2 separate regions of the Mus musculus genome follow, and region 2 is linked to region 1. The links are chromatin contacts, called in public promoter capture Hi-C maps. All regions are on one chromosome and are shown on one strand. The core of a region is the stretch at or near the end of the contact, and the rest is flanking DNA. Distances in the headings are between cores, read along the strand shown.

Evidence for each region. Promoter capture Hi-C pulls out the DNA fragments that hold promoters and counts their contacts.
Region 2: a promoter capture Hi-C map of liver shows a contact between it and region 1. The contact joins the enhancer-like site here to the promoter of Repin1 in region 1. A contact is called at or near these places in 12 of 39 promoter capture datasets (3T3-L1-derived adipocytes, the C10 cell line, the HPC-7 cell line and 7 more), 1 of 484 Hi-C or Micro-C datasets (B cells) and 2 of 9 other capture datasets (adipose tissue and liver).

Annotation. Positions count from the first base shown.
Region 1 is chr6:48,589,823-48,596,755 of GRCm38.p6, reverse strand. It overlaps Repin1 (replication initiator 1), which reads right to left and starts at 2,873. Exons shown (of 3, transcript NM_001079901.1): 1 at 2,704-2,873; 2 at 1,780-1,965; 3 at 1-463. The coding sequence starts at 1,924. Gm5111 (predicted gene 5111) reads right to left here. Exons shown (of 2, transcript NM_183309.3): 2 at 6,172-6,885. The coding sequence ends at 6,331.
Region 2 is chr6:48,826,357-48,833,289 of GRCm38.p6, reverse strand. No RefSeq gene overlaps it. Among named protein-coding and RNA genes, the nearest start is that of Tmem176b, 12 kb to the left of the region's middle. Within about 2 kb of position 3,404, at least 69 of the 459 cell types and tissues checked have an H3K27ac peak or open chromatin away from gene starts, as enhancers often do. A contact at or near this core is called in 3T3-L1-derived adipocytes, the HPC-7 cell line, adipose tissue and 1 more, where this site is marked.

The DNA of each region.
Region 1 (6,933 bases), core at 1,624-4,123:
CAGAAGCGTCTGTCGCATTCAGGGCAAGTGATGGGCCGCTTTGAAGCTGAGTGAGCCCGCAGATGCAGAACCAGGGCTACCCATCCTCGGAAGCTATGCCCACATAGGTGGCAGATGAAACCCAGGTCGGGGACTGCAGAAGCATGAACCTGAAGATGCAGCGCTAAGAAGGGGGCGTGGCGAAAGCGCTGGTTGCATTCATGGCAGGGCAGAGGCAGCCGGGCCTGGCACCGCCGAGCATGAAGCCACAGGGCCACCCAGCCCGGGAAGCGCTTCCGACAGTGGGCACAACGATGGACCTTGCCTGGGGTTTGGCCTCTTGGCTGAGCTGATTTGCCCTGGTACCTCAACCCTCTGTCGGGCTGGGAGGACTCCTGGGAGGGCCCAGAAAAGAGCCAGGGCTGAGCTGGGCCCATGGCCGTGGGGCCCCTGCAGCGCTGTTCCAGCATCGGTTCTTCCTCTGCTGAGGGTGGAAAAGCACAATCACCGCAGGAACACTGTTGTCAATCCCCAGGCCAGTGTGTGCTCCCAGTTTCTCCCTTCCCACCCCATGGAAGAAGAACGCCTCCCTCTAGGAACTGCCCTCACGGTTCTATCTTAGGGAATAGCTTTGTATCTTTATTGCCCTGGAAACTTCTAGAAGGGAGACATGTTGGTATTCCTTGGGATTCTCCCATAGTATCTACCTTGTGTCAGGAGGTCTTACAGAAAATATTCTTGAATATTCCTACTGTACCCTACATATCGCAACCCCCCTATTGCCTTTCCCTGTGGCAAGCACTTTCTTCTACCACACCAGAGCTCCCTAATTGGCACATGAAGCAAGTGTGGGGCATAAAACAGTGGTAGGACTTGCCTGAGGTGATACTGTAAACGATGAGCAAACCAAAGGTGGGGGGGGGGGGCAGGACGGGATGGGGGGAGGTTTGGGGCGGACACACAAGACAGGATCTTGTCAACACCCAGGCCACTGTGTGCTCCGCATTAACACCTAGGTGTGTGGAGATCTCCTCAAAAACCATCTGACTAAAACCTTGAGGAAGGTACTTCCAGCCTCCCCAGCTCAGCTCTAAGCCTGGAGAGCAAGTGAAAACAGCCTTTCTTCAGACCTGGGAGGTGGGCAAGGTGCCTCTACTAGCACAGACTAACACCAGGCCACCACCTGTCCAGACTACCCACAGTCTGCCTGCCAGCCCTTCTCCACCCACACCCAAGCAATTGCAACTGGGACATTGGGGGGAGGGGGGAGAGGCAAGCACTTCTCAATCCAAGGAACACCCACAGTCTGCTGCCCCTCCCCTGGAGTGAGGGAGAACCCTGGCTCAGCATCTCTTAAGGGGGCTAGGGATTACTGGGGTAAAGAAAGGGGTGGGAAGAAGAGATCATAATCTCTGTCCCTTGCCTGGTCCTGCCCAAACCGGGCCAAGGACTGCCCCACTTCAGCTATACCCCACAGGGGAACCCAGATTCCTGAGAGCCTCCTACACAGAGTCAGTTCAGGGGTGGCAGTAAGACTTCCCAGGGACCTTTTCATGTCTGTTCGTGGCCTCTGTCCGGGCAAAACCTCCTGAATTCCTTTACAGCCTGCTCTCTTTTGGGGGACTACAGACATGACTCAACCCCACCAACCCCCAACTCCCACCCCCGCCTGAACCCAGGGAAGACTCCATGATAGGAGAATGGATTCCTTCCCCAGTACATCCCTGTCCTGCAAGTATAGGAGACATGAGCGCTGGAGTTATGGGTTGGTTTGAGGGCACAAGAAAGGCCAAACTCTACCCTGAAGACTGAAGAGCTGGGGGTGAGGCTTTTTCCAGCTCCTTCTGGGGATGTTCCTGGGGAGACTTCGGCTGCTTCGGCCCACACTTCGGTAGCCCCCGGATGACAGAGAAAACTGTAGCAATAAAGACATCCCTATCCCCATGGCAGAGCTCAGACCTCTAACTGCTGAGAGGTCAGCCTTACCTGGGGAAGGGAGAGAAAAGAACGAGTGTGAGGCTCTGCGCTAAGCCAGGGCAGGTTTGTGTCATCACCCAGTCTCTCCCAGATTCAAGGCTACAGAGTTCAGCCTTGAACTCCATACCCAGCCTGGTCGAATGACCTAGCGGACACTGAACTAAATAAAGCATGAGCATGACCCTTTACTGAGGAAGCACAGTGCTGCCTTTGGAGGCCACCTCCTAGCCTGGTAGGGCCCCAGAAGAATAGCCTCCTCCATCTGTTGCAAGGCTCTTTCTCAGTGGCCAAAGGGCTGCCTAGGCAGTAACTCTGGAATCCCTATTGCCTCCCCTTCCCCCACTCTCCGCGCAACATAAATTCCAGGCCTGTCTCCCGAGGGTCTACGCAGGGAGCGCCAGAGTGCCCAGGACTCTCCAGAATTTCCTTGGTCATCTAGGGCAGCCCCGGGTGGCAGCAGGCCCACACACTCCCCCTTTGTATAGATGCGTGTCCTCCGTCCACATTTGCTGGCTCGCTGGACCGGTTCGGACCAGCCAGTGGGCCATCTCGGGTCCCACGCACAGCGCAGCCCGCGGAGCCTGTGCGCAGGTGCGCTCGCCCCGCGCCTCAACACTCCCCCCCCCCTTTCATATTCCGCGCGCGCGCGCGAACCCCACAGCCGCACACACTCACGGTCACGCGCCCCACAGGTGGAGCTGCCCTCGCACGCCCTCGGTGGCCCCTGCGCCCTTACTCGACCCATACCTCTCCCGCGTGCCCTCCAGGGACGCAGCGCCCATCCATAGAGCACCAGGCCGGCCTCTGCGGCCGGTTCCCCGCCCCGCAGCGGCGACAGCGGCAGGTTCGAGTTCACAACTGCCAGGCCCGTCCCCAACCTCCCCCCACGCGCTGGGTTCCCAGCTCCACGTGACTACAGGAGCTGCGGAGGGTCAGTCTCGGCTAGGCGGCCGCGGCCTGGGGGCGGGGCGGGCCAGGTCACCCCGCTGCACTGCCGCTCCGGCACAAGGCCAGGGAGGGCCCCCGGCTCCATCGCCATGGCAGCCACCAGCTCCGGTTTGGCCACCGGCCCGAGCTTCAGTTTCCTAACCCTCTGCCCAGAAAAGGATGCTCGCCCCTGGGCCACCTTGTGGCCAGGCTGTGGTCACTGTGTTTGGTCCACCCTTACTGTCTTTTTCAAAACTCAGAGCCAGAGAGAACTAGACAGGGCACCAACGGTTCTCCTGGCGTCGAGCCTGGGGCTTTGCCCAGTCCGCTCTAGCTTAGGGCTGGAACACAGCACCACGGCAACAGAGCGCATCTGGATGAAGAATGAATGGCCCGCAACTGTGAATTCTGCAAGGCCCTCTATTCCCACAACTAAGATCCGGAGTGGCCTAAGCTCTAGAGATGCAGGCCGGGCCCAGGTGGCTGTTGGCACAAATGGGTCGTTTACCCTTGGAAACGCACAGCAGCCAGTGTGGCGTCTGCGGAGGCAGGTGCAAGCCTGTGGCCATGACTCACCACCCACTAGCAGGTGGCCTTGGCTTTCCAAAAGAACCCCATCTTGGAACTTCCAGACCAGTGCAATTTCGTGTCCTTTCATGCTTTCAACAGAGACAAGCTTTGAATTGTACAATTATTTTAAAAAAAAACACTTTTAAAATCTCTCCCAAGGGCCATCTAGCCCTCTCATATATTAGCCTCCTAAAGCCAATTACATTCGGTGTTTGACATACTCGAGTGTTCTGAATAGTATTTTATATTGGGGAAGCCTGGGTTATCCCTTGCAACTGTACATGCTGGCTCTTCACTTAAGATATTGTAAGTTTTCTCCCATTTCGTTGTTCTCTTATATATTATATTAAAACATATATATATATATATATATATATATATATATATATATATAGTTTAATGGCTGTATAAATATGCAAATCGATTACATATTTTTCCTATGTCCTTATAGATTAATGTCTCATTACCCATGTCCAGGTTCAAACTTTTGGAGGTAGAAACAGATGGTCAAAGACAAGATTCATCAGTTATCCCTGAGAAATGACCATTTTTTTCCATTTCCTTGACAACATGGGCTATTTTCCCAAATTTAATTAAAATGACTGTTTGCTTCAATTTTTGCTTCTTGGGTTGCTGGTTTCCTGACTTGTTTGTTTTGTGTGATTTTTTTTTTAAACCAGTTTATGCTATGACTACTGAGAATTTATCTTTGCCTGACTTTCTATTTGCTCACTTTCAAGGCTGGGAAGTTGGGATGGTTGTTTGGGTTTCATGCTTAAAGATGTTCATTTGTCATATGTGTGGAAAATATTTTCCCCAAAAGATTGTTCTTTGGGGGTGTAGGGGTGGGAGGCAAGGTCTCACTGTGCAGACCCCACTGGCCTCATACCCAAACCCGGTGGCCTGTCTGCCAAGTGCTGGGATCACAGGCATGCCCACCTCACTTAGCAACGCTAATTTCTGAAGTGATAAAATTTTGGCTTTATGTGCTAAAACCTGCCCATCCTTTTCTTTCTGGTGTGCACCTTTCTGTTTGTGTTTGGAGAGTGATCTTGCCCAGGCCACGCTACTCTTTATGATGATAGTTTCACTGCAGACGGTGGATTTTAACACTTCACGGTTTCAGTATTCCCTACGATGATTCTGTCTTGTTTTGATTTTCAAATTCCTTGTCTAGAACTGCTCCTCTGTTTTTCCACATGAACTTTAGAACGTGTCAATATTATGAAACCCTGTTTGTGTTTGGAGAGAGTGGAGATGTGCATCTCTGCACTATGTGGGTCATACTTCTCCTCTTACTGTGGAGTCCTTAATAAGTGGGAAGTACAGCTGAGATTATAGAGATTCCCTCACCACAAATATAGAAGGGGCATCGGCAGAGCATGTGTCCAGCACAACAGTGTGTTGCAGAAGAGCATGCAGTAAGACCCACTGGTTTCACCTGCATGTTTTATAGGGATGCTTAAACCCTCAGGAAGACTTGATTTTTATGTCCAGTGTGGTGATAAACTCTTCAAATACACAACTCATTTCATCCCCTCAATATCCCTATGAAACAAACTCTCTGCTCCTCATTTTACAAATGACATTCTGAGCCTGGGAGATGTTCAGAGGCTTGCCAGGGGCCACACAGCTGCATGGTGGGTGGGTGATGAGAACACAGCAGCACTACCCAGCCTCACCCTTAACCACTGCAGTTTTATGTGTGGGCAGTGCTAGTTTATGTATACCACAAATATTTAATCAAAATGAAACATCTTCTATTCTGTAGGCACTGAGTCTTCTCATGACCTATGCTGGCTTCCCAGAATGAGAGAAAATGGTGAGAGGCTTTTAACTGTAGTATATCGTCACTGGAAATAAAAGTCCTGGTTAATGATTTCTGAGTGGCTGGCTGGCTGTTGAAAAGCTAGAATTGAGGTGTTGTGGGAGAAGATGGGAGAATTCACTGTAGTAGATTTCCTGTAATGTTGCATATTAACTGCTGCCTCTGACAACATGTGTGAGGCCGATCGAAGGACCCTCAGAGCTGTTCTGAGAGAGAATGCAATAGGCAAATCCCACACAGACCTGGGTAAAGGACAAGCCACTGGCTGTAAAATCCTACATAACCCTGCCTCCTTGGCTCTCCCAGCTGGTGAACAAAAGAAAACAGTGGGAGAGACCAGAGCGGGAACCTTCCCATACAAAGATTGCTGCTGGGGCCGAGGACAATTAAGGAGTAGATGCAGAAAGGCACTCTGTCCTTCCTGGCCTGTTACGAGACAGAAGATGCCCACCACTGAGGATAGCAACGGTGCTGAGGACAGCTTGAAGCCCTGGGAGGCCGGAGACAGTACCAAAGCAAACCATCATCAAGCTTTGCTGGCTGCCCCTTATGAACCCCACCAACCTTTCACAAGCTGCCACCCCTAGAGGCTCAAAGTCCTTTCCCTTGCCTTGTCACAGTTTGGGTTGGGGTATATCTCAGAGGCAGCGTGATTACCAGGAAGGCCCTGGTTAGGTCTCCAACACAGTGGAAAACTGATGATAAAAAATTAGAATTCAGCAGGGCGTGGTGGCGCATGCCTTTAATCCCAGCACTCAGGAGGCAGAGGCAGGCAGATTTCTGAGTTCGAGGCCAGCCTGGTCTCCAAAGTGAGTTCCAGGAAAGCCAGGGCTATATAGAGAAACCCTGTCTCAAAAAACCAAATAAAATAAAATAAAATAAAATAATTAGAATTCACTCTTGTTTATTGCAACACTGGATAGGCTGAAATTCAAGGCTACCTTCTTGAGAACTACTCGTCCCTTAGTGGCTCTCACCTGAGGAAAATAGGGGGAAGCCATCTGATTTCCTCTGGCTAATCCAGATTTTGTTACAGGAGTCAGCTCCAACTAAGAATTCGTTGAGACTGAGGAAAGAAAGTTCTCCACAGAAGCCCCAAACAGCTGAAGCAAGTCTAGTGTGAGCAAGGATGTCTGACTCCTTCTAAAAGACACACTGACTGCCAGGTCCAAGTCCTGCATGGAGAGAAGTGAGGGAGGGAGATGAAGAAGCCTTGTGATGGGAGACTTTAAGGATGGCTGGGCTGTAGAGAGGCTAATTAAGGCCTTTCCTACTGGGCAGGGTTGGTTCTCATGGAAACAGGTTGTCACAAAGCAAGGATACCTCTTGTGCTTTCTCTTCCACGCATGCCTCTTGAGTTCCACCACATTGTGAAATTCTATATGGTCCTTACCAGAAGTGACATCCTGGACTTCCCGGTCTTCAGGATGCTGAGCCAAAGTCAACCTCTTCCCTTGTAAGTTTCTCAATTGCAGGTATTTTGTTACAAAAGAAAGCAAACTGGGAGGCGAGGAATGACAGCACACATCGATAATCTTCGCATTCAAGGGACCAAGGCAGGAAGATCTTAGATTTGAAGTCAGCTGGGGTTGCAAAGCAAGACTCTGTCCATAAAAAGAAGAGGGCTGGGTATCTAGTTTAGTGGTAGAGGG
Region 2 (6,933 bases), core at 2,155-4,654, 240 kb before region 1:
GTTTAGAAGGTGAGACATCAAAGAGTGTGAAGTGCCAGGCAAGAAAGTAGTGTGAAGTGTTTGTCGAGTTTCTGTCAGAGGTAAGGAACACAAGGAAGTTATAAAGATGACACTGGGGGAGGGGCTCCGATTGCTATTGGTGCTTAACTAGTTGGCGCAGTGCAAAGTGATGAGCATTCCCCTGCCTCAGTGTGCACTGGCATTGTTGCCTGGTCAATAGCTAAATCTCAAGAAACTATGGCTTACTTAGGCAGGAGTACTTCTTAGTTTTCATTCATAGATGCCCAGAGTTCCACCTGTGAAGATTCCAGCCCATAGTATAGCAGGGGCAGTCCTGGATGCCTCAGAGGCCAAGAGAGGGCACAGTTTCATCAACCTCTGTGGTGGAGTTGAAGGTCATAGGTGTTATGTGTTAAGATAACTATGTTCCCCTCAAAATCTATGTTGAATGTGAAATCCCCAGTGGCTCGGAATGCAACCATGTTTGGAGATTCAGGGGAAAGACAGCCATTTTTGAGCCAAAAAGCCCCAAGTGAAAATTGTTAGTGCCTCAATCCCAGGCATATTTTTATTAAGTCAAAAAGAGGAAGGGAGTATGTTAGAAAAAGGAACTGATAATGTCTCAGTCAGCAAGCCTATCTGTCCTGGTACTATTCCTGAGGAGACATAAATGTATATCTTCTCAGCACAGATAGGGAAGTAACAACAGACCAAAATAAGAATACCACCAAAGTCCAACTTCCATGGCCCAGTGACTTTACTGAGGTTACTTATAGGAGTGTGTGTTAGGGGATACTTACAGGAACATAGAGGGCTCAAAGGCACCACCATCATCTAAAACCCTAACATAAGTGACACTTTGTAAGACCTGGGATCATGGAATTATCTACATAACTTTCAGGCAGTTTGATGAGTGGAGAATTTTCTCTAGGCAGTTTGGCTGACCTAAGCCTCCTCTGTAATCTTCCCTGCTCATATAGTTTTAGGGAGAGTGGGGCCTTGTAAGTTTCTGGAACTCCCTGAGACTTTTGAGTTGTTTATTTTTCTATTCTTAGCAAGCCTTCCTTTAGGGCGTTTTTGGTCTTAATGAGCTACCCTCCAGAATGAAATGTTCCTATTCAGAGGAATTTTCTTTGTAACTGTCATGACACTGTCACACTGAAGGGACTGTTGGGTTTCCCATCCACCTGAGCATCCTCTCTCCTCTGAAGCAGGACCTTGCCTCTCCCACTTGAGACACTGTCATTTCTGTTTCCACTTACAGTAGGCAACTCTAGTGCACCACAGGACAGCCCCATAAGAGTGCCCCAGTCTTCAGTTTTGTATATGTGCTACCTGGGGTGACTCTGTACATGTTGAGGAAGAGGAGGGAGAAACTCCAGTCAGGGAGAGAAAAAACTTAGTAGAAACCACACCTTGCTCTTTGAAATCATGAAGTTGTTAGGGGCAGGAGATGTGGTGTAATGTGAGTTTATACCCCAGGATATTTTGATGCTAGCATCTGTTAAAGATATGAAGAAATCTGTAGGTTCATAGAAAGGAAGGTGAGGCAAATTACCGTTCAAAGGATCTCGATTAGGAGAGTCATAGCATTATAGCCTTAGACAGCCATGGTGAGACCTTCAAGTGGAAGGGCATTAGGAGAGATAGCTGCCATATATAGAATGATGGGGAGTTGGAAGGAAAATAACCTCCAACTCCTTTTAGTTCCAGCCATTAGGAGGCTTATAACATTATCTCATAATTGCATGAAGAGGACCGGAAGGAAAAGACAAACATTTCTGTTCCATAGGACAAAGGGAGTTTCATGCACTTAGAGGCTTTCAGGGGTGGCGATTTAGTGTCATACCATGTGACCTAGCCTCCAGGCCAAAAGGAAGGCTGTACATGTAACTCAAGATTGTCTTAGGCCTGGGCATCATGGGTAGCTGGGATGGCTCTTGGCAACACCAGGGAGGGAGAAGACTCAACTCTTCGGGGGAATGCCAAGGCCATGGCAGCTCTCGGTAGCTGGCAAGGGTTGGGGGTTGATTCCAGTGAGGATTTTGGCTAGAGGACATGCAAACTAACAGTCTGTAGATGTCACATAGATGGTCTCATGGGAGGAATTCACATATGCGACAGGGTCACTTGGTTTTGTTGTTGCTGCTGCTGCTGCTGTTGTTTTTAAAATTATTCCTTTGTGTAGGCATGCATGTGTGAGTGCCGGTGCCTGCAGAGAGAGGTCAGAAAAGGGCATGGCATTCCCTGGAAGCTGGATTATGGGTAGCTGTGACCCACCTTGTAGGTGTTGGGAGCCAAACTCCGGTCCTCTGAAAAAGCAGTAAGCACTCTTAACCACTGAGCCATCTCCCCAGCCAATTTTTTGTCATTCAGCAAGAGATTTTGGAATAGTCTTCGTCCAAAGAAACAGGCAAAGCTGAATCAACGTCAAAAATCAAAGAAGGCATCATTTCCCTCCTTTGCTCCGTGGTATCAATTTCTGTTTCACTATTTCTGCCCCAGTCTTATACAGCCGAGATCGGAGAAATGCTCTTGACTCTTCCATTCTAGAAAACAAACATCAGTTTGTTTGCCTTTTGTTTTGGTGGTTTTTGCACGAAATGGTCTGTCTCAGAGTTTAGCAACCCTTTTTCCCACTTTGGGAGAGGCTGGCTTCCTGCCTAACTGGTTTCTCTTCCCCCATGTTCTCTATGCCTATCTTACTGTGGGCCTCCACCTCCACCCAGTGAATAACGTAGAAACTTCTTTGGATAGGTTTTCTTCTCTCTAGATATGTCACTTCCCCTCCTACTTTTGTTTAGTTGGAAAAGCCAGCATCCATCTCTCTTCAGCAAGCTTTGCCTTGGCAGTAAAATTGTGTACACAGATGACTCAGGGTCCCTGGTGGAGTCCTCAAATTGTCTCCAGCCTGTTTGTATATAATGCTTTAATGGCATTTCTAGATCTACAGGGCATAAACAGGAAAGGGTTCCTCTTCCCCCCCCCCCTTGTCCTCCTCTCTTCCCCTCCCCATTTTTCCTTCTGTGTATTCCACCTGCTCTTGGGTCCTCTAACCTCAGGATCAGATTCCAGCTTTTACAAATTGGCTATTAAAGGGTGTACTTGTTGGTGTTTTTGTTAACTTGACACAAACCAGGGTCATTTGGCAAAAGAGAAGCTCAATTAAGAAAATGCCTCCATCAGAGGGGCCTGTAGGCAAATCTATGGGACATTTTCTTGATTAATGATTTTTGTGGGAGGGTGAAGCCTACTCTGGTCAGTGCTACCCATGGGCAGGTGGCCCTGGTTTTATATGATAGCAGACTGAGCAAGCTATAAGGAGCAAACCAGTAAGCAGTACCCCTGTGTGACCTCTGTTCATTTCCTGCCTCTTCTGTGGGTTCCTGCTGCAATTTGCCTTCATCCAACAGACATTTTTGGCTTTGGTTTATAAGCAGTGGGTGATGGGCACATGTACTATGTACTATTATTGCTCAATCTGGGAAGTCCCTTGGAATTTCCCTGCTTTCCACTGCATTTGCTATCTGGGTTTTTCTAACCACCTGGAAAGCTATATTTAAAGGAGAGAAATCTGAGCTGAAGGCAGGAAGTCACTCCCTTGTGGCAAGATATATCTATATCATCTATCTCTATCTCTATCATCTCTATCTCTGTCTCTATCTCTAGCTCTCTATCTCTATCTATATCATCTCTATCTCTATCTCTATCATCTCTATCTCTATCTCTATCTATATCTATATCATCTCTATCTCTATCATTTATATCTATATCTTTATTACCTTTTCATGGCATGTCTCTTTGGGTATTTCTGATATAACTCTTTGCCTCCAACTCTGCAGAGAAGATTACAGACTTTCATATCTGAAAAAGAGACTGAAAACAAAACAAAAGAGTAACAAAGCTTTAGAAAAACTTAACAAACACAATTCCCTTCTGAAGTAAGAAGATAGTCTCTAGGTAACCACTTTAAGAGCAACTTGCTATACTAGGCAAAGTCTGCTGCCCCTTTAAATGTCTCTCAAAATGCCTTTAGGAATGTGCTCTGTTCTGATTTGCCTTGAACCTGCAGCCTTTCAGAGAAATGTCCAAGGACCATTCCAAAGCTCTGAGTCACTTACATATTTCTTTGAGGTGATCCAGAATAGTCCTCACTCATAATGCGAAACTCACCCAGATGTGTTTGCAACCACACCATTTGTTTGCTTATTTGTCAAGTGTGTGACATATAAACTTGAACTGAGAATGGAGTGTGTGCCCCACCCCCCATCCCCACCCCCATGGTAAATGAGGCTTTCCTATCCAAACACCTGTGAGTTCCCCAGTCAAAGCATCTTGCTTTGTTTGTTAGGAAAAAACACTGCATTGAGAATTACTTCTGGGGCTGCCCTTACTTGCTGCACAAAATAAACTGCTCTCTGCTCTTATGTCTTCTTATGTTCATCAGCTCTGCTGTCACTAAGAGATGAAGCCATTGCATTTCTTCCATAACTGGAATAAGACACTAAAACCCCTTGTTTTCACTTGGAACATCTTCGTGATTTACCATTCAATTCATCTCTCTCTACTCCTCACTTCCCACTGCGTACGGTTTTCCTCCTACCTCCTCTTTCTCTTCCTTCTCTGCACTTGGGAAACTTTTGTTATCTACTGATGTCCCTAGAAACTTTGATTTTAAAAATACATGCATGTGTCCGTCAATCCTCATCAGGAAAGCTTCTTATTGTGGTAGATGGCAATGAATGCAGAGAGCACGATTGGTCAAGGTGCCAAGAATAAAAGACTGTGGAGTACCCATCCCCAAATGGGACATCTATATGACACTTCCTCCACCCATGGTTCAGGGATAATCACAGAAGGGGCAGAAAGATTATAAATGCCATAGGCAGGGGACATCTATAAGGAAGCAGTGTTTTCAAGATACAGCAGGACAGTTGCACAAATGAATTGACAGCAGTTGAAACAGCATACACAAGACCTGCACAGGCTCTGGCCAGACGAAATTCCAGCATGGAGAAGAGAGGGGACACTGAGTCCCATCCCTAGCCAAGGAGCTATCAGCAATTGATAGCTACTGGGAGAGAAAGATAGGTTTCCTTAAGGGTGTGGCTCCTAGTGGGTTGACCACATTCAAAAGTATCTGGACAACATGATTGGAAGAAAAATAAGTAGACTCAGGAGGAAGAGGAAGAGGAGCGGGAGGAAAGGGGGAAGGAGGAGGAGGCATCAAGTTGGGTATGTAGGGAGGGGAAGATGGATCTGGGAGGAGTGGGGAGATGGGCAAACATGATCAAATGCATTTTTAAATTTAAAGATATTAACTAGGATAGTAAGATTTATTTATTCATAATTAAATTCTATAATAATTAATATCTTATACTTCTATCTGAAAAATATACTACTGTGAGAAGGCAAGGGATTCTTGCTTTGAATTTCATTCTATTATGATTATTTTAATCCTATTAATTAGATGTTTGTGTGAGTTTATTGAAGTCTCTATTAAGAAAAAGATGTCCTTACAATTCAGATCATTGTTCCTCATCCGCCAAGTACAAGCTTTAGAGTTTCTTCCTCTTCAGAATTAATTTTTAAAAGTTATCATGAGAATCATGAGGTTAATTATGCTATTTTCATATATATATATATGTGTATATATATATATATGAAATAAACCTCCATTACTTTTCCTCCATTACTTGGTCCTTGGACATTTCTCTGAAAGGCTGCAGGTTCAAGGCAATATATATATATATATATATATATATTACTTTGATTATATTCACCCCATTAGCCTCTCTTGTTCTCTCTCCCCTCTCCTGCTTGCCCTTTTCCTTCTCCATAATAGTGTTGTTTCTCCAACTATGTCAAATATATAGACATGTATTTATACATACATACATACATACATACATACATATATATTCAAGTACATAAGATCTAGATCCTGCATATGAGAAAATGCATGTGGTATTTTTCTTTTCCTCCATTACTCTCCTTGTACATTATTCTTTCTTCCTTGTCCTCCACTTAGGTGTCTTTAGCTGTGTGACTTATTTCTGGGCCCTCTAGTCTATTCTATTGGTTTGTCTACCTGCTTTTTTATTTTTTTTGCCAGTACTATGATATTCTTGTCAATATTCTTCTCAAATGTCTCTGTATTATAACTTGAAATTGGGTATGATGATAACTACAGCCTTACTTTTATTCTTGTTGAGGATTGCTTTGACTGTATAGGTCTTCTGTGGAGTCTTGAATGTAAACCACTCCGGCCACTATGGGAATCAATAAAAATTCTTTGAAAAAAATTTAAACTGAAATTATTATATAACTCAGCTCTCTCAGCTATACGGATCATATATATGGCTAAGGGTCCATAAGTCAATGTCCCAAAGATATATTTGTACATTTATGTTTATTACAGCACTGTCACAGTTGCCAAGTTTTGGAATCAGCCTGGACATCTATGGATAAAGAAAGTGTGATGCAAATGTATGCTAAAATTGTTATTATTATCATTCAGGGAACAATGGAGTTTTATTTGACCATATAGAAGAATTAAAGAATGTTTGCATTGTTCTTGCTTTTCTGAGACTTTTGAGTTGCATCGTTAGGTATTGGTGACATCATCTCTGATTATATTTTAACTGTAAAAGTTCTTTTATTTTAATTTATTCATTGGTAATTTCATATGTGAATACAATGTATTTAGAGTGTATCCATCCCTTGCCCTCCCTCCAAGTCTATGACTTTAAAATGCAAACACTCATAGCTGTGTTCTTCCACTTTAGAACTGTCTTTCCTCCAGCCGGCAGGACGGCACAGAAGATAAAGATGCTTGCCACATAAGCCTGGTGACCTGCGTTTGGTCCCTGGAACTCACAGAAAGATGGAAGGAGAGACAACAGACATCTCCACCACGCTGTCTGACTTCCA